Regions from separate parts of the Mus musculus genome. Here region 2 is linked to region 1. Evidence: chromatin contacts called from public Hi-C data. All regions are on one chromosome and are shown on one strand. The core of a region is the stretch at or near the end of the contact, and the rest is flanking DNA. Distances in the headings are between cores, read along the strand shown. Region 1 overlaps Macrod2 (mono-ADP ribosylhydrolase 2). Region 2 overlaps Macrod2 (mono-ADP ribosylhydrolase 2).

What was found. Hi-C and Micro-C count contacts between places; a contact is called where the count stands out from the background.
Region 2: a contact with region 1 is called in a Hi-C map of cerebellum, with 2.4 times the contacts expected there. The contact joins two enhancer-like sites. A contact is called at or near these places in 1 of 39 promoter capture datasets (hippocampal neurons) and 3 of 484 Hi-C or Micro-C datasets (brain, cerebellum and ventral hippocampal neurons).

Annotation. Positions count from the first base shown.
Region 1 is chr2:141,617,002-141,620,313 of GRCm38.p6, reverse strand. The region is part of intron 6 of Macrod2 (mono-ADP ribosylhydrolase 2); the gene reads right to left. Among named protein-coding and RNA genes, the nearest start is that of Gm25583, 22 kb to the left of the region's middle. Within about 2 kb of position 1,858, at least 12 of the 459 cell types and tissues checked have an H3K27ac peak or open chromatin away from gene starts, as enhancers often do. A contact at or near this core is called in cerebellum and hippocampal neurons, where this site is marked.
Region 2 is chr2:141,815,773-141,819,015 of GRCm38.p6, reverse strand. All of the region lies in intron 8 of Macrod2 (mono-ADP ribosylhydrolase 2), which reads right to left. Among named protein-coding and RNA genes, the nearest start is that of Gm25583, 180 kb to the right of the region's middle. Within about 2 kb of position 1,370, at least 7 of the 459 cell types and tissues checked have an H3K27ac peak or open chromatin away from gene starts, as enhancers often do. A contact at or near this core is called in cerebellum and hippocampal neurons, where this site is marked.

The sequences.
Region 1 (3,312 bases), core at 609-3,108:
TGAATTGATAATTTGGTCAATATACTCTTCTTCTATAGACTGCAAAATAACCTTCTGTGGGGTAGCATCAGACTTATGAGAGCAGGTCTCCATGCAGATAATTCATTAGCCACTGTATTAATTTGGCAAATGAAAATTTTAAATTAGTATTTGATATAATATGAGTTGATAATTTTGTCAATATGAATATAATTCTATCTAGAAAAGAATTTAAGCAATTTAGTTACTGAAACACAAGTTGTGTAATGAAAATGTACAAGCTACATGTCAATACCTTGCCATAGTTATATACTGCTCCCTCAAAATTTGAGTGAGTGTGGTTGCTGGGCTTTCTGTCCTCTCCTTTGTGCAGCAGAATCTGTGCAGTGTGTCACCCTGAAGCCCTAAATGAACGAGTTAGAACAAGCAGCTCTTTTCCCAATAAGTAAGCAGAGAGCCATCTGAAGGAGCTGCAATGCTGCAAATTGACAGATCAAAATTTCAAGTCATATGTAACTCTCTATGCATGGCAGGTTTGCTCTGTTTTTGCAAGGCAGTAATGCAGCATGACTCTGAAGAGATAAGAACGGCTCTGGGGAGGTGTATTCTGAAGAATGATCACAAGAAAAAAGGAAAAACAGTAAGCTTGCAGGGAACAATGTTGGGTGAGTGAAGCACTGTGGGGTGGTCAGAAAGGCATCCTTTGCAGTGATAATACAAACAAAGAAGTAGAACAATGATTGGGGAGGGCAGGAAAAGCCCAAATCTACAGAGTAGTCTTCTGTAGTGAGGGAGGGACATGGTAACCTGGAAAAAAAGTCCAGGCAACTTGATGGTTTTTGAAGGCTCCTGCTCACCATGTGATTCATCTCTCTTCAAAACGAAGGACAAACCAGCATTCTGCTCTCCTCTCATCAAAATCAACCCAAATCTACCCCAGGGAGATGTTAAAAGTTGTCAGAGGAAAAAAGATAAGAAATAGAAAGAAAAGGAAAGGAAAGAAAGAGAGTGAGGAAAAAAAGGAAGGAAGGAAGGGAGGAAGGGAGGGAGGGAGGGAGGGAGGGAGGGAGGGAGGGAAGGAAGGAAGGAAGGAAGGAAGGAAGGAAGGAAGGAAGGAAGGAAGGAAGGAAGGAAGGAAGGGAGGAAATGAAAGAACGAAAGAAAGAAAGAGAGAGAGAGAGAGAGAGAGAGAGAGAGAGAGAGAGAGAGAGGAAGAGGGAAGGAAAAGTAAGAAAGAAGGAGACCTTAAATATTTGATATTTTTGTCCATAAAGTAGAAGACAGTGACTTCATGCTGATTTTTCAAAATGGCTTCTTTTCCTTTGTAGCTACAAGGCCAAATATGTTGTTGGACTTATTAAAGCAATGCTGCCAGGGAAAATATAATAAAGCATGCACTTCTTCAATTATAACATCATGTCACAGGACAGCACAGTAGCTCTTCAGTTATACCTTCACCTCACCAGCAGGACTACAATACACTATCTTTGGATTAAAAAAAAAGAAGGAGAATAAGGAGAAGGAGAAGAAGAAAGAAGAAGAAGAAGAAGAAGAAGAAGAAGAAGAAGAAGGAGGAGGAGGAGGAGGAGGAGGAGGAGGAGGAGGAGGAGGAGGAGGAGGAGGAGGAGGCTGTCCAATTAATTGTTCCAAGAGTTCTATCAATAGAACCCATGCAAATACTAATCATTCCATTGACTGTGTAACATGAGTTTGAAATCATCTCAACAAAACACATCTCTCTGGGGTGATGCAAATGCACTGCTAAGTGCAAGATAAGTTACTCCAGAAATATTTTCCCAGCCCTGCTCAGAGTCCCCAATCATGCTGGGATTCAAGTGCTAGGAACGACTGAGCAGCCAGCTCTTCCATCTGCCCTTCTGTAGGCATGCAGCCAGCAGCCAGCATGATCAACAGCCTCCGGGACATACGACTTACCAGCCAATGAGTAATATATTTTGCTGTTTGGTGCTTTGTCGATTGATTTCTTACAGTGAAAATTGCCAAAGCTCCAACCCACCTGTCAATACTTTCATCTCTGCCCAATTATTTTAAAAGCATAACCGGAATATCAGAAAACACAAAGCCTGACACCTAATGTATAAAAGGCAAAACTATCGACACTCTGCACTGAGTGCCTTAGTCAGTGGAAATAATACTTCAATATATCTAACCATTCATCCACAGAAAGACAGACAGAAAGCAAACACTCATACACATTTTAAATTATTTGGAGATTCTGATCACAGTGAAAATTCCTTAATTCAGTATCACTCCTGCTCATGCTGAATGTGCTAGAGACCAGCTATCATAGATTAAATGGGCTTATTTGAAGGAGCCAACAAAGCCAGTTGTTGATATTAACAAGCTTCAGTGGATGCCAGATGAAATGTTCCAGATATACAGAGTGTACCATTCCAAAGGGGATCATTGAAATTGCGAACAGTGTGCTCATAAACTGAAAAATTAGCATCCTGCTTTAAAATGAACCATAACGGGTGTGTTTACAATCAGAGCTTGGAAAGGGGAGCTGTGCATACTTGTATAATGTGCCATTTGGCAGAGCCTTTAAGGGCTGAGATTCTGGAGGCTCACTCTTCCTGTTCACAAGTTGGGTTTGACCTGTACCAAAGACTTCAGGCTCCTGCTTGATGTTTGGGGACCTTGCCCTCCTTGTCTTGAAAGAAGGAATGATGATAATGTCACCTCATAATATGCTGATAAGTATAGAAAGTAATTTCTAAAATGTTCCCAGAAAGTACCGAGGGTGCACTGAGTTTTAGAGATGTAAGGTGTGTCTTCAGTTTCTTCTGTTCTCACTGGCTCCTCTGGATCTGACCCATACTCAGATTAAATTGGAAAGCACCCTGGGCCTTTTTGGAAAGGACAACAGGTGATTCCATCATGGCAGTAAGGCATGCTGAAGGAGGTCTTGTAGGATAGTGTGTTGTGACAAGTCATCCTGTAGAGATTGAAATAGATTCCCAGGGAAGAAGCTAGTTACTGTAAGAAGGAAAAATATGAGAGAAATGGTAAAGGAAGAAGTCTGAATAAAAATTTTAACACTAACTTATATCTTATATGTCATAATAGGTAGAGTCAAATTATACTGTCATATCATAATTGTGATATGCATGTATGTGTATGCATGCATGCCTCTGTGTATGTGGTTATGTGTGTGTGTGTGTGCGTGTGTGTGTGTGTGTGTGTGTGTGTGTGTGTGTGTGTGTGTGTGTGTAGAGGAGAGAGGCATATAAGAAAAATGCATGGCTAGAATAAAAGCCTTCACACTAACCTGGCAGATAGAGGGAACTAGTATATATTCATTTGATTGGG
Region 2 (3,243 bases), core at 121-2,620, 200 kb before region 1:
AGGGTGGACTTTAACAAAGGCTGATAATGGGTTATATGAATACAATACTTTGGGGTCTTGCCAAAGACCCTATCCAAGACAGGTCTTTTCTCTCCTCTTGAGAAAAAACTAACAATGAGGCTGAAGAAGCTTTTCCTCATGAAGTAAGAAGAGTGGGACAGAGCATATGGATAGCCTTACCTCCATGTCTCAGAGTTTTTGATTGACATACCTGGAGGCATGGTGGCTAACTGGCAGTGGGCTTGCTAAATTACATTATCCTAAGACATATGGGTCTTCAGGAACAAATAAGTATGGAGCACAAAACCAACCTAAAGACTAGAGTGCCCATTGCACAGATGGTGAGGTAGTGTGAGGGAGGGCATACCATCTATTTGGTTAGCTCTTGCACAGAGCAAGATATGTTAGCCCCAAATTTTGGAACATCTTGCCAAGAGATAGAAGATTCCTTAAGGCTTGGCTTTACCTCTAAAAGTAGGATTAAGAATAATAAGACAAAAGGACAAGACTGGCTTCTGACAAGCAATCTAGTACTTCTCACAATTTCAGCACAGATATTCTAAGAGTAGGAAACATTTTGTGAGATAGAAAAAAAAGAAGAAATGAAAGGAGGAAAAGAGGGAGGGAGGGAAGAATGGGGAATCCTATAATGCACAAATCATCAGAGTTATTCTTGAGTAAATGCAGCATAGCATGTCCGAAAGCCTGTGAATCAATTTCTTCAGTTATGTCACAGCTGATGAGCATCATGGCTTCCACCTACAGATCCTCTTGAACAAGTCCAAAGATACTATTTTAGAGGAGCATATGAGGTTGCTGATTCTTATTAGCATAACTCCATTCTTGCACAGGATATGAAGATGGGACTTTGTGTTCCAAACACTGATTCTAACCTTAGATACCCCCTCAAAACTATGGCTGCCATTGATACTAAAATGAAGTCATTGCCAGAAGGGAATTCTGAGGATGTCACATGCTCCTTCGAGGCCTCTGTCTACTGGCCATATGCCATGTTACAGAGAGCTGAAGGAAAGCACACTGTGTTCCTTGTAAACAACCATCTCCAGGGGCTGGGTGCATAGAATGAGAGATATAATTTTCAATCATCAATTTAAGCATCATTTCACGTTTCATTTAAGCCCCACCTTTAAGAGCCACAATGATCCTAAGGCATTTCATGTGAGTAACATAAGGCAGTTCTTACACTCTTCCTTTCCTTCCCTCCTGCCCCCCCCCATGTGATTCCAAAACAAAAGTGACAAATAATTTTTAACACTGCATATGTTCAAAGACCTCTGCCAAGAAGGGGAAAAAATAACCTTGGCACCAGAAGCTAAAGTGTCACCATTCCTTTGTGATCTGTAGTGTGGAAACTGTGTCCTTTGCCTTGTCAAATTAGCATGAGAATTGCATGCGTAGTGGCAGTGTTCAGGGGAATGATGGGAAATTTCTTCAGTCGACTTCTAATTCTGTTTCCGAAGGTGAAGAAACCTATTCAACTCTTCAATAAACCCTGGTTTAGTATTTGAATGGTGGCACAGGGAAGTGGCAGAGCCCACTATTTTCCATGTAATAAGAACCAATATCTTGGGGCTGGGAGATGACTTAGTGAGTTTGCCTTTACTGTATAATCATGAGAACCTAGATTTGGAATCTCAGTAGTCAAATATTAAAGCAGGTATTGCTGCACATGCCCATAACTCCAGTGCCAGCCATGACTGGGACAGAAGTAGGAGAGTTACTAGTGTTTGCTGACCAGGCAGCATACCCAGCAAATCCCAGGTAGACAGTGACTGAAGAGGACACTTGATGTTCCCCTCTGGCTTGCATACTCCTTAAACATGCTTATCACACACACACACACACACACACACACAGAGAGAGAGAGAGAGAGAGAGAGAGAGAGAGAGAGAGAGAGAGAGAGAGAGAGAGAGACGCCACAATATAGGTAACATCAGATAAGGTCTAAAACCTTAGATAGAAAATGAGAGCTAGAGCCAGATATGCCCCAGGCTGATACTCTGCCTCTATAGAGTATCATAGCTCATCAAGCCACATCTGTAGGTATGCTACTTAAAGTGACAAAGAGGAAAATCACAGGTGTTGCACTTCTCTCACAAGGCACAGAGTAAACAATTGAAATGACATAGAGATGGTACTTAACATTTTCAATAACAATCTGTTTGTGTAAGATACATAGTTAAAAAATACTTGTCTGGCAGAGCCTCCAAAATGTGTACGTGATGCAACAAAGCTTCTACCTTCCTTCAGCACAGAGGAAAACCAACTTCGAGTTTGAAAAGACAGAGTGGAGTGTCTTCTGTGTCATTCAGCTTCAGCTTCAGCTTCAGCTTCAAGGTACCCACTAAGTAAAGCAAAGGATTCCTCCAGTGACTCCTTCAGTCCAGAATAGGGTCTTGGTTTGCAGGGGGAGAGGTAGCATTATGAGGAAGAACATCAAAAGAAATCTCCATGGAGTAGTTAAAGAAAGGTTCCACACCCCACAGTCTGCATATATGAACAGATGGTTGGCCTCAGGTGAAGCACGGCTTCCTAGCCAGAAGATTGCACACGACCATGGCTTTAACAAGAGCTTTCTAGACTGCTAAGCATTTGCCTCTCTGCTGCTTTATAGTTGATGGAGGTTCAGTTTCCCTCTCCACTGTGCAATTGAGACCTGATTAGAACTCCAAGATGTCCATGTATGAGTTCTCCGGCAAAGCTAGTGGTCTATCTCAGACTATATCGTTCATGCCTTATCTCCTAGGAAGATTTTCTTGAGGAGTTAACAAGTCCTCTACATGCTACAAAATGCATGCTCCCTTAGGGAATTCGAAATATTGAATGTGACCCTGATAAATTGGAAAAAACTCATAACATCAGGCCCTTTTCAGCTTTTAGAGGAAAAGACATCCTGTTCTGCTTTCTATGGAAAATTACAACTAGGTATGCTGCTCTAGAGATCAATAACCAAATGCCATATGAGTCCCTGGTGTCCAACAATGGAGCGGACACTGTAAAAACATTTCGTAGGCTAACTTCCAGATATGGATGGGGGTGTCTCAGAGCCTTGGAGTGGAAAAATCATGATTTCACATGAAATGATATTTTTAGTTGCATGAAAAATGAGGAATGCGTGAAGCTGTATATGATACCCCACAGCAGACACCTCAAGTTAGAAGTGTGGGCCACATTACCACTGCTCCGTTTCCATAATACCCATTTATTTTACTTTCCTATCTG